2 separate regions of the Hordeum vulgare genome follow, and region 1 is linked to region 2. The links are chromatin contacts, called in public HiChIP or PLAC-seq maps. All regions are on one chromosome and are shown on one strand. Each heading gives the region's core, a stretch centred on a gene start, on an enhancer-like site or on the middle of the called end of the contact. The rest is flanking DNA. Distances are from core to core; before and after follow the strand shown. Region 1 holds the start of LOC123440396 (NDR1/HIN1-like protein 13). Region 2 holds the start of LOC123444670 (transcription factor GAMYB).

Region 1 (3,837 bases), core at 895-3,394, 500 kb after region 2:
GATTTGCCGAATCAAGCTGCCGACGGACTGCGTTTGCCATGGACTGGCCGGTTGTCGGTCCACCAGGTCCGCGCAGTCCCTTGGTGCTACATGCAGGTGCTTAGTTCGCCTCTAGCCGCTCGGGTCTGACCCGTCGCCGGTTCGCTGGTAAGGCGACGACCGGCAGCCGCCCTCGCTCGACGTTAGCCCAAAAGCTTGTCGGTTCATCTTTCCCGTTCATAGTGTGACGACTGCTCGCTGCAAGTTGTCCAACACGTTTCTTGGATGACGGAACATCCCGGTTGGGTGTCCGTGAAGTGCAAAAACGATGGGGTACGATTTTTGTTCGGCCATTTGCTCTTTGCTTGATGCGATTTCGGTAGCTTATATTTGCTTAATATTGTGTGTAGGATGGATGCAATTTTTGGTATCGGGAAGAAAATACATTGATCTATTGATCTCACAAAAATTGCTAGATGTCCGTGCACTTTTATCTAGAATTGAAGGTATAGATAAGACTAAAAGAAGACCAAAGGGGAAGCAACGTCTAATTCCTTACAATCGAAGAAAAAAGACGTTGTGTTCAAGAATCCACGTATCAACAACGAAGACATAGAGAAGATCTTAGTCCTAATCCAACTAGTAGGAGCAGTTAAAAAAGTTGGACATCTTTTAAAATATCTAATTGCGTTTCTTGTTTTTTAGACATTATATTCGTAGCGAAGAATTGGTAAAAATGTATGTTGCATTTGATATAAAAATAATATTCAAATTCGATTCAAAATGGATGCTTACCGACTAAGCGGACGAAAATGGATCAACGTGTTCGACGTTTGATCGATCCAAATTTTAAATAGGACGAGCGTTGAGTGGACGGTTGATCCAAACGGACAAAAAACGAACAAAAACGCTGTTTATTTGGGTCGGTAATATGGAGTTGCTCTGGCGATCCATGCCAAAAGTTAATTAGATAATTAGTAATTAAAAATAGAAAACTGAAGTTAATTACAAAGAAGGACTCGTCAGTTAATATAGACTAGTACAGTAGTATATTAAGTTACTCCCCCACTATTTTGACCAGCCTAAACAAAAATCGATCTCTCGTAGGCTACTAGGCTTGGGACAAGAGCAAACTGGTTTCGTCTCTCAATTAGCAGCAGTGGAGTAGTACCACGCACGACTATGAGGAAGACGCGGCGCGGCCTCGCCGGCAGCGCGATCGAGCGTGGGCACGCATCACTCGGTCATGGACCATCATGGTACGAGCCTTCCTGACCACGATACTCTATTGATCTATCCACTGACTGCGTAAATATTGGATTATGCACTACACCAGTAGCACTATTAATTAATTTTCGGCTCCAAGAGCTTGTAGCTGACGTGACGTTTTGGACCAAGCTGCTGCTAATTCACGTGGGTCGCGTTGCCTACCTGTGTGCGTGCCCTCCCGCGCCGCCTCTGCTGGTTCTCGCCGCCTGCCCCACCCGTGTGCAGTGCACGACTGCACCCAGCCGCGTGCCATGAGCTAGCTGTCAATTGCGAAACAGCTGCCGCCGCTCCGAAAGCCCGCCTGCCTTTTTTTTCAAACACATCCAATACATCACCTTAAGATTCATGAAGTTATATCCGGTGTACAGTCCGGAAAGACGGATGCAAATATCAAGTTTAAAAATTGAACAAGATGATTTTGAGCACAAACATCCAAGCTAGGCTCAGTTCTCGCCGCCGGCCTGCTCTGGTCACCATGAAATGCATACAACACACGACGCGTTGGCACAGCGAAGCGAAATGTGTGTGCATGTTGTGACGATACTCCATGCCTTGCCATGCATGCGGTGCGTGTCCCCTCTGGGTCCGGGTTCACCATGCGATGCGTGTCCCCTCGAACTACCCCTATTCACCGGACGCCGATGGACCCAGCTGTCTGTTTGCGTTTGCCAGCATGCCTTGCCATGCATGCGGTGAGTCCAGTATGGATTCCACACCTTTGTTCCCACGTCAATCAAAACCTTCCATAAACCCGCAGCCGCGACCGCCACGCGGTTTCCAGTCCAGTCCAGTCCGCCGCCCCCCTCCTTCGACAGCAAGCAGCCGGCCTTCACAAACCCGCCGGCCGCGCTCTATATAACCGCCTTCGCCACCGACCCTCCTCGTCTCTCTCTCTCTCTCTCTCTCTCCCGTCATTACCTCCCAGCACGTTTCCTCCTCCTTCCTCCGCAACAAGGGAGAAACAACGCCGGCGACCACAGGCAGCCATACAAGGTGCGTCGCCGTCATCCCGATCTCCGGCCCGGTCCGCCGCGGTTGTGGTTCTTGGCCTGATTTTGTTCGCACTTTTGATACGTTTGTCGATTATTGTGAATGTGGCGATCGATGCATGCCTTACCAGTTTGGAATGTGCCAAAGCACATCAACAGAAACTGACAGTGTCGCGCCAACGATGCTGATGTTGCAGATTGATTCGCACGCGCGCCGTGAGGAGCAGGAGCGGCCGATGATGAACGACGGCCGCGTCCACCCGGCGGCCACCAGCTCCGACTTCTCCGGCGAGTACGCATACTCCTCCTCCGACCCCTCCTCCAGCCCGCTCTACAGCTTCCACTTCGAGAAGCCCATCCCGCCGCCGCCGCCCCAAAAGCCGCCGCCGCCGCAGCCCGGCACGTACGTGGTGCAGGTGCCCAAGGACAAGGTCTTCCGCGTGCCGCCGCCGGAGAACGCGCGCCTCTTCCAGCACTACACCCGCCGCGCCAAGCGCCGCGCCGGCTGCTCCTGCCTCCGCGCGTGCCTCTACCTCGCCGTCGCACTCCTCTCCCTCGCCGTCCTCCTCGCCGCCGCCGTCGGGGCCGTGTACCTCGCGTTCAAGCCCAGGCAGCCGGCGTACTCGGTCGTGTCCCTCGCCGTGTCGGGCCTCGCCGGCGTCGGCAACGCCTCGGCCCCCGGCGCGATCTCGCCGGGGTTCGCCGCGACCGTCCGCGCCGACAACAGCGCCAACGGCAAGGTCGGCGTGCACTACGAGAGCGCCGGGAGCCGCGTCGCCGTGTCGTACGAGGGCGTGAGCCTGGCGGACGGCGCGTGGCCGGCCTTCTACCAGGCGCCCGGGAACGTGACGGTGTTCGTGGCGAGGGCCAAGGGCGCCGGGATACGGTTCTCGGAGCGCGAGCGCGGGCAGATGGCCGCGGCGGAGCGGCTCAAGTCGGTGCCGTTCGACGTGGACATCACCGTGCCCGTGCGGCTGCAGCTCGGCGGCGTGAGGACGTGGGCCCTGCCGGTGACGGTGCGGTGCGCCATGGCGGTGGACAGGCTCGCCGCCAGCGCCAAGGTGGTGTCCAGGTCGTGCGACGTGAAGGTGCCCTTCCTGTTCTGGAGGAACTGACGCCGAAGCAAGAAAAAAATGGTTACTGGCCGATTAGGAGAGCAGTTCTTGCGGGTAGCAGCAAAGGATTCGTGCTGCTTCCGTGATGTTTTTAACTCCTCTTCAATTTGTAATGTTGGTTTGATCGAGCAATGTTAATTCTTTTGTCCGTCGAGAGCATGTTCTGCCGCAAAATTGTGCTGCAGTTAAGATGTTCAACCTCTCTTCTCAAGAAAGACTGAAAGAAAATGGTGTTGGTGCGCTGGTTCCTGTTGTGTTAACAGTCTGAAGAGCTGCTCACAGAAAACAGAAACCTGGTACGTATAGGTTTGGTCATATGGTTTTCAGTAGAAACTATACATTTTATTTTGGAACAGTAGCAACTACATATGGTTCTGAATATGGAATGCATGAAGATTCATAGTTCCAAGCAATCTTGGATGTACTCCATTTTACACGAGGTCATTTATGCTTTTGCAGTCAATTGGGCTGTGAAGGTTCACACA
Region 2 (3,756 bases), core at 131-2,630:
AATTGCACCGCATGCATGCATAGCTTGATTCTTGACTTGTCGTCCACTGAGAACTGCATATTCTTGTTCACAGGCCAGTTAATTAATCATACTCGGATCACGGCAGTACGCCGGTATAATTTAACAATTAATTCGCGATGGTGACTTGTCCACTTTAAATTTCTTTAACGTTCTGTACCATGATCGCGCAGGACAATAGGGACAAACTGCTGGAATATGCTTGCAGGTTTAGAGAGAGAAAGTGGGGATTAGAAAATTGGATTAGATTACTCACAGGCAAAGAGCTGGAAGGAGGGAGGGTAAAAGAGCTAGAGCTGACAAATAAGACGAAAGCGGTGGCGGAATCGGATCCCATACATAAACAGTAAGCGGGAGATGCACGGAGATACCCAAGATGGCAATGCATCTCTAGCTTTTACTAAGTTTTAACCCAAGTTGGGCCTAGTTTTTGTGTCTAGTTACATCCATGTACTACCTTGTCTCTACCACCGGCCGCGTCTCTTTCTTGCAAACCAACCACAGAACACCCGGTAACAAATGGCCTTCTTCTCATCCACTGTTCTCTCGACGTATACTTACTTACTACAGAAAACAAAGACTGCGTAGGTAGGCGCTATTGACGTCGCATGCAAAGTGGTAGTGGTCTCCTTCGACAATTACGCTAAGAAAACATATTTGTTGAGTGCATAAATACTTTAGAAAAATGTCTTTTCTGAGAGATTACACTACGAATTTTGTGAGTGGATGTTCGGAAATGGCTTTTCGCGAGACTATGCTTCGTGTATGTTCGAAATGATTTTACTGACATAAAAAACGGAAAAGAAAATTGACATGCATTTCTTCGTGCCCTTATTTTGGATGTATGTAATATCCATGGAGAGAACATGCGGCACGTACTAAAATCAAATTTTGTTTGTTTTTTCACATCACAACATAAGTCGTTTATTCGTCTAACTTCACACGCAAAAAATGGACACACATAGATATGTTGTAAGAAAATTAAGTTTTTTTTTTACCATTTTACTGTTTATCCGGGAGTCACAACTTTATACTCCACCTCTTTTGTAAGATCTATACGTGAAAATTAAGTTTGTATTAGTGCCCAATATTTACTTCATTTAGTGGTTTATCTCACCTGTTTTTTAGATACTCAAGTATCAGATATACTCCTACTGCACTAGTAGATAATAAATGAATGTGAAGAGATAAAAGATTGCAGTCATGCAATTGAAGCGAGATGAGCCGAAAATACAGGGCCTCTCTCTCTCTCTAGCCTGAGAGAGAGAGAGAGAGAGAGAGAGAGAGAAAATAGGCGGCCATGCGGGCGTGCCCAATAGCGTTGCTCCCTGTACCTTTCAGCTTTATAATCCCCCACAAATCTCCCCACTCCCGCAGGCACCCTCCCCCTCCCTCTCCCTCCTCCCTCAAAACTCTCTCTCCCTCCCTGAAAATTCTCCGCATACTGGTGCCCAAGTGGTGCCGGCATCCCGCTGAGGGCAGAGAGAGAGAGAGAGAAAGAGATCCTCCTCCCCTGTCCCCACTCCCCTGACCCGCCGCCGAGCCGGGACGAGGAGGAGGAGGAGCTGCAGCTCAGCTCCGCCCCAGCTCAGCCCCCGGAGCCCGAGCTGATCGACCCGCCGGCAGCGAGATTCGGCCAGGTAGCCCCCCTCTCCCCGCAGAATTCCGGGTTCCTTTCGGGTGGGCGCGGGGATGCTGATCCGTGTCTGCTCGGGTGCTGGAATTGCGTGCTTGGCCTTTTTTCTTTCTTCGGCCCCGTGGGAATTTTCCATTCTGGGGGCACGAGGAGTGGTGTTTACGCCTTTTTGTCCGCTTGTCTAGTGGTTTGATCTGTCGATTGCGAGGACACCCTTTCCTCTTTTTCCCACCTAAATCCTTGGCTAAAACTGCTGTGCTTGAGCTCAAACATGTTCAATTCAATTCTTAACCGGGTATTAAATGCCCCTGCCCTGCTGAATTTGGGAAGGAAGTGATTCCAGTCTGGTGGCTTCTCCTGGTTCTTGAGTTGCCGCGTAATAAATACATGCTTTGTTCTCGTGATTTTCTAAACAAGTTTGATCGGCTTCTGGTGCTGTTTGATTGCATAATTCCAACAGTCCTGTGTGATTCGAGCAGTGGTAGAACTCGATTTTCTCCACAAAAAAGGTACTAGTTGTGGTCAATTCGTAATCTAACAAAAAATTCTTTCTTTTTCTTTGTTTCTGGGGTAATTCAGGGCACGATCGACGGAGAGATGTACCGGGTGAAGAGCGAGAGCGACTGCGAGATGATGCACCAGGAGGACCAGATGGACTCGCCGGTGGGCGACGACGGCAGCAGCGGCGGAGGGTCGCCTCACAGGGGCGGCGGGCCGCCTCTGAAGAAGGGGCCCTGGACGTCCGCGGAGGACGCCATCCTGGTGGACTACGTGAAGAAGCACGGCGAGGGGAACTGGAACGCGGTGCAGAAGAACACCGGGCTGTTCCGGTGCGGCAAGAGCTGCCGCCTCCGGTGGGCGAACCACCTCAGGCCCAACCTCAAGAAGGGGGCCTTCACCCCCGAGGAGGAGAGGCTCATCATCCAGCTCCACTCCAAGATGGGCAACAAGTGGGCTCGGATGGCCGCTCATGTAAGTGCGATGCCACGCTGATTCACTGCTTTACTCCATGTACTAGTACTAGATGTTTACCAGTAGCAAGTCATGCTCTTTGTGTGCTGTTCTTGAGCCTTGCATGATTTCCTCTTACGTCATGGTCACATGGGGTTGAAAGCTACCGATTTCTATAGATTTATTATTGTCCTGAAGACTCTCTATTTTTTTTTTATGTAGTAGAGTACATAGTAATGAATTGTTCTGTTTGATTTATACTGTATGTTGGAACTGTGTTAATATTTGTTCCACTTCCTGTTGCTTACTGTTGTTGTTGTTGTTCTGGACGAAAGATTAACTTAGATGATTATCTACTAGTGCTTTTCAGAAAGTAATAATCAAACTAAAGCTTTAAGCTGGCACATAGTACTGTGTTCAGCTCTGCTATTCTTGTTACTGAAAGCTAGTTGGCCTGACTTCTAAAAGGTTAAAAATTGACGGCTACATATGTATGCCTTAAATAGGTAGTCCATTTTTGACCTTGACTGCCATCAAGGGGTCGCTTGCTACTCTGGCATCTATGTTGACAAATTGACTATTAGTATTAGCTAGGGGCTATTTCAGTGTGACCAAGTAGTGTTGTTTTTGTTGACAATCTAGAGCTACTAATCCTGTATGGAATATTATTATGACTCACAGTATTTAGTTTTTTTTTTATATCATTTAGCATGTACTCCCTCTTTACCTAGTTCTCCTCAACTATAATTATTTAGGTAGAGAGGAAGTACTTGCTACAATTTGGAAATAAACCCTACAATTGATCCATGTTTCGTTCATACCGATTCCATTGAACAATAGGTTATCATGTCCTGTATTAATTTATCCTGTGTATATGATTCTTGTATTTTTTTTCCCACCTCTTGTTGTTATTATTGACTTTGAGCACCTCTTCTCAGTTGCCAGGGCGTACTGATAATGAAATAAAGAATTACTGGAACACTCGAATAAAGAGATGTCAGCGAGCCGGTTTGCCAATATATCCTGCTAGTGTATGCAATCAATCTTCAAATGAAGATCAGCAGGGCTCCAGCGATTTCAACTGCGGCGAGAATCTTTCCAGTGACCTCCTGAATGGAAATGGTCTTTATCTGCCAGATTTTACCTGTGAC

The links. HiChIP or PLAC-seq counts read pairs in DNA pulled down with a chosen protein or histone mark.
Region 1: a contact with region 2 is called in an H3K4me3 HiChIP or PLAC-seq map of embryo, with 9 times the contacts expected there. The contact joins the promoter of LOC123440396 here to the promoter of LOC123444670 in region 2. A contact is called at or near these places in 1 of 6 Hi-C or Micro-C datasets (seedling) and 1 of 1 datasets of contacts at active chromatin or transcription factors (embryo).

What each region holds. Positions count from the first base shown.
Region 1 is chr3H:522,824,405-522,828,241 of MorexV3_pseudomolecules_assembly, forward strand. It overlaps LOC123440396 (NDR1/HIN1-like protein 13), which reads left to right and starts at 2,145. Exons shown (of 2, transcript XM_045116967.1): 1 at 2,145-2,241; 2 at 2,435-3,506. The coding sequence starts at 2,474. The coding sequence ends at 3,352.
Region 2 is chr3H:522,321,422-522,325,177 of MorexV3_pseudomolecules_assembly, forward strand. LOC123444670 (transcription factor GAMYB) reads left to right here and starts at 1,381. Exons shown (of 4, transcript XM_045121462.1): 1 at 1,381-1,658; 2 at 2,234-2,626; 3 at 3,544-3,756. The coding sequence starts at 2,252.